Linked DNA regions of Anas platyrhynchos: region 2 is linked to region 1. The links are chromatin contacts, called in public Hi-C maps. All regions are on one chromosome and are shown on one strand. The core of a region is the stretch at or near the end of the contact, and the rest is flanking DNA. Distances in the headings are between cores, read along the strand shown.

The links. Hi-C and Micro-C count contacts between places; a contact is called where the count stands out from the background.
Region 2: a Hi-C map of skeletal muscle shows a contact between it and region 1, with 4 times the contacts expected there. The contact joins the promoter of MRPS23 here to the enhancer-like site in region 1. A contact is called at or near these places in 6 of 8 Hi-C or Micro-C datasets (F1 follicle, F5 follicle, liver and 2 more).

The regions. Positions count from the first base shown.
Region 1 is chr20:1,261,443-1,266,110 of IASCAAS_PekinDuck_T2T, forward strand. No RefSeq gene overlaps it. Among named protein-coding and RNA genes, the nearest start is that of MSI2, 14 kb to the right of the region's middle. Within about 2 kb of position 2,184, at least 2 of the 8 cell types and tissues checked have an H3K27ac peak or open chromatin away from gene starts, as enhancers often do. A contact at or near this core is called in subcutaneous adipose tissue, where this site is marked.
Region 2 is chr20:1,529,450-1,534,117 of IASCAAS_PekinDuck_T2T, forward strand. It overlaps MRPS23 (mitochondrial ribosomal protein S23), which reads right to left and starts at 2,526. Exons shown (of 5, transcript XM_038165752.2): 1 at 2,386-2,526; 2 at 2,119-2,286; 3 at 1,871-1,948; 4 at 1,623-1,746; 5 at 205-505. The coding sequence starts at 2,273. The coding sequence ends at 350. It overlaps LOC139999128 (a long non-coding RNA gene), which reads right to left and starts at 4,564. Exons shown (of 2, transcript XR_011804221.1): 1 at 4,223-4,564; 2 at 3,170-4,072.

The DNA.
Region 1 (4,668 bases), core at 934-3,433:
CATTCAAAGGGGCTTTCCCCTTTGAAAAGTGGTAATTTTATTATGGGTAAAATGAATGAGGTCTCTGGAGATGCCTAATTTATAACTTCCGTCTGGAGTGCTTCCTGCCTCCCAGCCCAAAGCTGTGCTCCTGCTTTCCTCTGCTGTGTGGCCTCGTGTCAGCCCAGACCTTGCTCTTCTGACCCCTGGCAGCCTGGGGGCTGCTTTCCATGAGGCCTCCCCCCATGGCCTCTGTCCCTGTCCCCTCCACACCAGGGCAGCTGAGCAGTGCCTGGGCCAGGTCCTCAGGGGGCACAGGGCTGCTTTTCCTGCAGCACAGTGAGTCAAAGACTTCTTAAAGAGCAAGGAGGGGAGGAGCAAAGAGGGTGTTTTTGGAGCAGATGGAGTGTAATGAATGGTGCCCCTGTCTGCTGCTGGCAGTGCTGACATGGGGTGGTTCAGCTCCCTGCCTCTCATAGCCACGTATGCAGCCTGCTCACAGCCCAGCAGGGAACCTGGCTCTGGCCTTTGGTGGAAATTTCATTGGCAGTGGTTTTCTTCCTATAAAAAGTAAAAATAAATTTTGCTATGAGTTTCTCTGCTCTTGAGTTACACAAATACCTTGTGTCCCTGTCTCGGTGCTGTCAGTAGGAAGCCTGCAAGTCAGAGGCCACAGAGCAAGAACCACCAACATGTGTCCTGCATTTAGTTCAGTGCCTCCAGGGCTGGGTTTTGGCTCCAGCTACCTCTGCCTCCTCCCCCTTCCTGTCAAAAGAAAAGACGAGCACCAAAGCAAAGCGAGAGGGGAGATATTCTCCCCACACTTTGCACAAAGCAGCCAGATTGCGCTTGGGGCTGGTGTAAGAGGGATGAGCCAGTGCTCTGGGGCTCTGTGGTCCAAGACTGGCCCTGACAGGGGATGGGGATGAAGGTCGGTCTGGTGCCTGCCCGTGTAATTCAGGTACAAGGTGCAGAAGCGGGATCTCCTGCAGAGCTGTCCTGCCCTGGGGGCTGGCCCCATTTCCAGCTAGGAGTGATGCTGGGGCTTCTGAGCCCCACGCAGCTGTTGTACTTAACAGACGTGTTGAATTCGTGTGATGGCTTTTTGAGTCTGTTTGTCCTTCTGACCTTCACGAGATCCTGTGGCAATGTGTCTCCCAACATAATTACGTGTGGGTGAAAGAATTACTTCCTGTTTGTTTTCTAAATTGCCTGAGAACAACCCCAGATAATCCATCACCCTGATGCTGCCTCAGGTGAGTAATGGCCCCTGCTTTGCCTTATCTATGCCACTTGCAGGCTCATAGACTTCTCTTCTGTCACCTGCTTGTGTTCTGGGATGAGGCATCTGAAGTCCATTTAGCTCCTTACGTGGAAGCTGGAGGTACCGTGCATCCTCCCTGCACCTTTTCTAGCTCTACACTGGCCTTTGGGAGATGAACACACACCAGAGTCTTTCCTCCTTTTGCTGAATCAGGAATGGAAGAGCTGCTGCAAAGTCTTAGGAGTATGTTTTCATGCCTAAAAACGTGGTCAGGCGTTTTACAACATCAGCTTTGGTCCCCTCAGCCCCCGGGATGTCAGAGTGCTGGCACTGAGCGGCGCTGGCTGTGGTGCGGCCTCAGGGTCCTTCCCCTGGGACAGGGGGCTCGGATTGAAGGGGCTCCCCCTCTGCTCAGTGCCTGTCCCAGCTCCAGAGCTGTGGGTGGGTGACTTTTTTTTTTTTTTTTTTTTTAAAGTATGCCTGAACTCTGCTGTTTGGATTCAAGGATGCTGAAGTGACGTTTGAGGCTGTTCCAGGAGGGTGCTCTCGTTTCTGGAAAATGGCACTTTCAAAGTAATTTGTGGAGCTGGGTTTCTTTCCTAGGTGTTGTCTGGGTCTAGAGACTGTATGTCTGAGGCATCAAAGCCCCTTTTCTGGCCCTCAGGAGCTGCTCCTCGCTTGTGTTTACAGACAGCAATGCCAACCACCCCGCTCACACCCCGGGGCTCCAGTTCTGGCCCCGTCCTGCCCGGGGCCGGAGGCTTGGTGCTGCTGCCATGCTCGGCTCCCGGGAAGCGTGAGGCGCCTCAGCCAGCTCCGGGGGTCCCCTGCTCAAGTCCCCAGGGCCTCCCTGGGCCTGCGGGGTCCCTTCCAGCCCCAGCCGGGCCGCGAAGGCCCCACGGCGGGGAAGGGCCTCGCGGAGCCCCGGGGCAGCAGAGGGCGCCCAAGCACCGGCCGGGCCTGGCCTGGCCCCTCCTGGCCCGGCCTCGCCGCCCTGCCCCGGGGGCGCTGCCCGGCTTTGTTCTGCCCCCAAACCCGGCCAGCCTGAGGCGAGCCGGCACTGAAAGGCGGACCCGAGGCTGAGGGAGCTGGAAACACAGCTCGGTGCACTTAAATAAATAAATAAAATAAAAGAGGGGCCGGCCTGACAAGTACGAACGAGCCTGGAGGAAACGTTCCTCTTCAGATGCTGCAAATACAGCGCATGGAGGTGTTATTTTGCTTAATTAGCAACAAATTCGAGCTTTATTTTCATATTTCTAAGCCCTTTTGTATTTTAGAGACTGAGCACATGCTGAATATATATAATTAATTTTACACAGGCAAAAATTGCACTCTCGGGAGCCTGTGGGCAAGCTAAGGTGCCATGTACCACAACTGTAACTTTATTTTTTTGAAGACCTGACAAAAATAATGCACGGCTCTTCTCGTCTTTGAGGAAGAAGGCAGAGAAGAATCACAGGGAGGCTGACGAGGCACAGGCTGCCGTCCCTGACTGCTTTCCTTGACCAAGCGCCACCTCTCCCAGTCTCTGCACCGTGCTGCCCCAGGTACACGCAGGGAAAGCCGGCCTCAGGGCCTTGGGGCGTGGACAGAGATCAGAGATCACCAGGGCACAGTCCCATGGAGCACAAAGGCAGCGGTGCTGTCCCCCAGCCGGGGACACGGGCACTGCTCTGAGGAGGATGGAGGGGAGTGAGCGCCGGGTGAGGCCTCGTGCTGCAGAGCCCACACGGACGGGGGCTGATGGCAGGAATGGTGCTCAGGTGGTTCGTGTCTGTACCAAACCATCGGAGTTTTGGCTGCAAATGATCTGCCTGGACTTAACTTGAGAAGGAAGGGAGGAAATGCCACGAAGGCAGCCCTGCCAGGTAGGAGCCGTGGCGGCGGAGAGGGGATGGAGCCCCTGCGGTACACAAGCCCCTGCTGCCTCTGGCTGTGCCACTGCTTGGGCTCTGACCTCGAGTCCATGGGGTAGTGCTGTCTGGGGCACGTCCCTGCCTCTGTCCTCGTGTGTTGGGAGCCCCCAGTATTGAAAACAGGGAGAGAAAACTGCTCCTGGCTTCAGCTGTAGCTCGCGTGAAAGATGCAGGTGAGCCCCTGGGTTCTCATCAGCAGCTTGACCTCCTGGTCAGGGCTCTCGCCCTGCAGTGGAGAGGTGCCCTCTCTCACTCTTCTGACTTGTGTGTAATAGAAGGGCTAAATGCTTATTACCTTTCTGTAGTCTTTTCCAGTTGCCAATCAAACGTGTCTGGTTTGGGGTTTTGTTTTGTTTCTTTGTTGCTGTGACTATGCAGGATGCTCTATCTCGCTGTAATTACGGTTCCATCATTGTCTTGGCATGAAAACATCTGCTGTCTCCCTGCGATCTCCACTTCTCCTATTTCTTTTGAGAATTTCGTGGATCATGATGACCTTCTATTTTCCATAACATCTCATGCATCTCAGTGTACACAGCTGTTTCTCCTGCGTTCCCCTGTCTCTCCCTCTATCCTGTTTTTTCTATCAGCATCTCCAGTGCGTTCAGAATTTCAGCTCATCTGCTTATCAAATCAATATCTCGCCTGCCATCTCCTCTGCGTCGCAACCTCTGTAAACACAGCGCCTTTGCACCTAACTGCCCACGCCGCCTTCTCCTCTGGGCGCAATTTGTCTTCCAGCTCACGTCTAAAGTCTTTGTTCTTCTCACTTAACGTTTTTAAGTTAATTTTCTCGGCCTTTTTGTGTTGATTACGTTGTACTCTGGTTGCCTGGGTTTGAGGTCTGTGTGAGGGGAGGAAGCTCCTCTGCAGGTGAGGTCACTCCGGCTGCTGGTGCTGAGCTTCAGCAATGACGAAGCGAGGTGGAGGATGAGGAGCGGGCGTGCTGGCAGGGCGTAGCGAAGGCAGTGGAGGGGCTGGAGAAACACGGGCTCGACTTCTAGTTTTGTGTGACCTTGGTTCAATAGCATGGGGTCCGTGAGTATGATGAACAGAGATACTTCGGTTTTTATTCTGTTCTGGCACCTTTTATTACTAGGACCTTCCCGCTATGCCTATTCTCTTAAAAAATAATAATAAAAAATATCAGCCCTATAACTGCTGCAGAAGGACTAATAAAATTCCCGAGTATGACAGGACCTTAAATCTCTTTGCTTTGTTCCACGTCTGCCTAACGAGCATCCCAGCCCCCCGCCACCCACACCTCCCTCTTGCCTGGTGCTGCTGCCGATGGCAGGAGCTGCCCGCAGGGACCCGGCTTTGCTCTGGTCACTAGATGATGCTGCAGCAAAACTAATCCTGAGAGTATCGAAGGCTCCTTTATTTATTTTATTTTATTCACCCTCAGCCCCTGGTCTGTATGTGTCTGAGCTAGGAATGTCCTATTCTCGAAAGACTTGGCAGAAGTTTGGCACCTGGACTGTGGGACTGAGGAGCGGCTATTTA
Region 2 (4,668 bases), core at 1,276-3,775, 270 kb after region 1:
CAGAGAGAACATATCAGAACATTTATATAAATAGCATCTCTTCTGAATTAGCTATAAAAAGATGACACTTCAGACAGCTGTTAGAATGCATCAAACAAACAGCATCAGACACTTCAGCAGCAGGACGGTCACAAACTGTACCGTCACTGCAAGAAGTTAAGAAACATCTTTACTAGTGCAAATGAGACCCCTGAACAGACAGAATTTCCCATTTTAAAGAAAATATTTAATTTTCCACATCAAAAGTTGAGACAACATTCAAAAATCTTGTAACCATAGGCTGTGGGCACACAGGTTCCTGAGCAGGTGAACGCCACCTGCGCGATGTGAGAAGACAACGCTACAGCTGTTAGGACACGGGGCTCTCCTTCTGTGTCTCTGTCAGTTCTGGTTTCTGCTCCTCCACGTCTTTCTTCTTTGCCTGCATCTCCTCCAACACGCTTTGAAGTTGCTGATGTAGTACAGAATCCCTGGCCTCAGCATCTTGGTGACTCTGTTGTGTTACCTACAGTTAAAGACAGACACAAAACAAAACCCAACCAAACCAAAGAAATGGCTGCAACAAGTTTCTTCCAAAGCACAGCTGAAGAGAGCAACAGCCAGTGCGTATGTCTGAGAAAGCTGACAGCTAAGTTCTACCTCATGCTTAGGTTATTATCAAAGTACGTGCAGTCTCAAGGTATCACCAGGGCAAGAAATGAAAATGAGATCGCTGACCTCAAGGTAAAATATTAAAGCCAGCTGGCCATTTCATCTTTTCACACGCTCGTTGGACATCTACTTGTAATAGAACCAATTTCTGCTCCTGGTCAGCCTCTTTTATTGAAAAGAGGCTATGGATGCTCAGCCCACGGGTAATTGGACAATTAGGAGAATAGAGAGCGCATTACAGGAGAGAGTAACAGCTGAATTTTGTTTACAGAGCTGCCATTTTTATAAAATCTTTTTCTCCATTTTTTTGAGGGTGTTCAAACTAAACGGACAGCATTCTCAAAAGAACTGCTTATCTTTCAGACTTGAACAAAGTAAAAAGATTGCTAACCATCACAGAGCAGCAGTGTTCTACTCTACCTGACGCGCTGTTCTGGAAGCATCAGTTTGCTTTTTTACCCCGTTTTACATTAAGAGTTACATGACAATTATCTGAAGTAACAAGGAACAGACTCCATGTGCCCAGGAGCTGTCTCCTCTTTTTTACATCCGTGAAAATAGATGCAAGACATGTTAGACAGTTCTTCTGGGTAGTTATTTTCTTACCAAAGACATAAGTAAACGAGCCCCAAACTACAAATATAAACAAAAAATGACTGAAATAAGTGTGTGGGTTTTGTTGTTATCGCTGTTGGTTTAGTTTATTGAAGCAAACTGCAAGATTTATGTATAAATTTCCAAATCAGGATTAAAGAATGAGAGCGATGCTGCATTAGAATACTTAATTACTAAGAAGGAATAGAAAAAGTGTGCCAGCTATCTTCAATCCAGAAGAGGTTCTATTTTATTCTCTATTTTATTTATTGGTAACTTACAGAGAGTTTAATTTGGACTAACTCCGTCTTAAGAACCTAAAAATGAAGCCTTTTGAGTCCACTGGCCAATTCGTTTTCTGAATGTTTAATACTTACTTTATCTGTTCCTCTTCTCTGCAAAATTATCCCACTGGCTAAAAGGGCTTTTCCTGTTTCTTCAAACAATTTTTCCTCTTCAATTTTCCCTTCTTCTTTCAATTCATTGTACTTCTCAACGAACCTAGATTTCAAGATTGTATTTTTACTCTCGCAAACAACATTGTGGTTTGCTGACCTAAGAGGAGACAGGGACAAGTTTCAGAAGCATTTTTAGTTTAGTTATATATCAACAAAAAAAGATTTACCTTTGGCACGTCGATTTGTAGTTCGGTTGCGATAAATCAAAAGGTCTTGGCCCGCTTCCGTACACTCTGTAAAATTTCCTGCTCAAAAAATAACACAGTTCAGGTTTTCCATCAATCAAAGAGAGACACAGTTTGAGGGAAATAAACAGCATCGGGGTCACCCCATTTATTCCACAACAGCCAACCAACAACGGGGACCCTGGGGGCCCCAGGACGGTCCCCGGGGGTCCGAACGAGGCGGAACTCACGCTCGCACGGCGTCCTCGGGGTAGAGGATGTCCCTGACGCTGTCCCTGGCGCGGCCGTAGCGCGGCCGGGCCTGGCGGTGCCGCGGCTCGCGGCGGGGCGGGCAGGCGGCGTAAACCTCGAACCACAGCGGCTGGCGCAGCACCCCCATGCGCATCAGGTCGCGGGTCCTGCGGGGACAGGGGGCTCAGGGGGGGGTTTAGGGGGAGCCGCGGGGCCGCCCCCAGCCCGGCCCGGCCCCCCCCGTACCGGCTGAAGACGCTGCCGACCTTCTGCACGCGGCTCCCCGCCATGGCGGCGCTAGGCCGCCCCTAGCAACGCCGCCCCCTAGCAACGGCCAGCCCGGAAGCGGAAGCGCCCGCCCTCCGCGCGGCTGAGCCAATCAGCTCGCAGGGCGCGCTCGGCCCGCGGATGGGCGCGCAGGCAGAAGGAGTCGATAGCCGAGCGGGTGCCCACCCAGATCGCCTCCCCCCCTCCCACCGCCATTTAAAGGGACAGCGCCACCGGGACCGAACCACCCCCCCCCACCGCCCCCGGCACGGGCACGAACACGCGGGGACGGGGCCCTCGGGGTCCTTCTGCTGCCCTTGGTGGCCCCCGATGGGCACGGGGCTCAGATCCAAACCCCCACGGGCCTCCAGAGCCCGGAGGGTCCCCTCCACCTGCCTGGGCAGCACCTGCTGGGATCTGTCCTGTTTTGGGGCTAAAAGTTCCAAAATAGGTCCCAGATTTATCCTGCTTTTGGGGCTAAAAACCCCGAAACAGGTCCCAGATTTATCCTGCTTTTGGGGCTAAAAGTCTCCAAACAGGTCCCAGATCTATCCTGCTTTTAGGGGTAAAAGTCCAAAACAGGTCCCAGATTTATCCTGCTTTTGGGGCTAAAAACCCCAAAACAGGTCCTGGAGCAGCATTACCGCACCCCAGCATGGGCTGAGCGGGGACCTCAGTGCTCCAGGGGCCGGAGCATGGACCCAGCACGGAGACCGAGGGATGCTGTGTAAAATATGACCTCACACCCCAAAACCACGCACACCTCACTCCTGTTTCCCCGGCGGCTGTTTTGGTTCCCCTGCCGTGCTCCCACCATCACGGAGTGGCCGTGCCCACCCTGCAGCGGGGCACTGTGCCTCCACGGGGCCTGCAAGCAATGGCAGACCACGATGGAGCTGAGCAGGAGCCATGGCAGCAGCTGTCACCCCGTTACAACACCCGCTGAGCGCCTGCAGGGTGCGGGACGTGGCGGTGCTGCTGCCGTCTCCGGTTTCTGAGGGAGCCATTTGGGCTGCGAGTGACGGGGCAGGACAGCTGCTGGCCCCAAAGGCACAGGGAGCTGCTGGGGCTGTGCTGGGTGCTCCTGCAAGGAGGGGGCACACCAGAAATGCTGCCCTGTGCTGCCCAGACGCGTCCTGGCACACGCAGCCCGCCATTTATCTCCATACGGGAGGGAGGACGCCCATATGGCCCCGCATCGTTTGGGGTCCTGCTGGCTGGGGCTCGTCCTCTGCCCCCATGGCTCTTTACACCCTCCCTGTCCACTGTCCCCCAGCTGAGCACCACGACGTGCCCATGGCAGCCTGGGGACCGGCGGTGGGGGGCCACAAACATCCCCCCACAGTGGGACACCGAGAGCTGGGGTCTCCCTTCGGTCCCATTTTGTGTTGGGTCTCACCCAGAGCCAGCACCCAGCAGGATTGCACCAGGGCCTGATCCTGCCCCGCAGCCCCAGCACTGCTGGCTGGGCCCAGGAGGTGGCAGCAGACGGTGCCTGGCTGCCAGCCCCGAGCCCCAGCCTGTGTTTTTCATCCTGATTAATGAAATCCCAACACCACCGAGGTTGTTTGCTCTGTGCAAACAGCCTTCCCCCTGCCAGAAGTTCCGTGAAGCCAGCTTCCAAGAAGCACACGGCAAAGACGTGATGCCTGATCGCTAGGATGCAGCCCTCGGTCTGGGAACGAGCTGGTTAAATAAAAAATAATAATAATAATAAAAAGCATTCATTCACTCCATCCATCTTGCAGTGTTATAAAGGAAGGGGGCAGTGAATTTCCAGCGAGGGCTGACAGAAGCAGGTACCCGCTGCCAGCGCAGGACACCTCGAGCATTCACCGTGGGCCAGCCGCAGCTCTCAGTCCCGGGCTTCTCTCCGCTGCCGGGAGAAAGTTTTGAAAGACAAAACTCCTGCCCCTGTGGAGTGGAAGAATTCAAAAGGGAGTTGCTGGGACCGCTCCAGGGCTGCATCTGAGCTGCTCAAAGGACTGGGCAGGCCCCGGTCTTTTCAGCTCTTTCAAAGAGCCCTGGCTCCCCCCTTGGGTTACGACGGCCTCCTTGGCTGTGCCGAGAAGGCCACATCCAGGGTTTCTCCAGCATTTTGATGCTTTTGACATTTAAGGCAAGAATGCCTTGACTTTTTCCAGCGCCTTCTTTCACAGGGAAAGTTTCCAAGCCACACGTGAGGCTGGGGAGCTCCAACCCTGCCAGCAACCAAACGCTGCTCCCTGGCAGCTGGAGCTGGGCTGCAGGGGAGGTGGGGGCACGGAGCAGCGCTCCCAGGC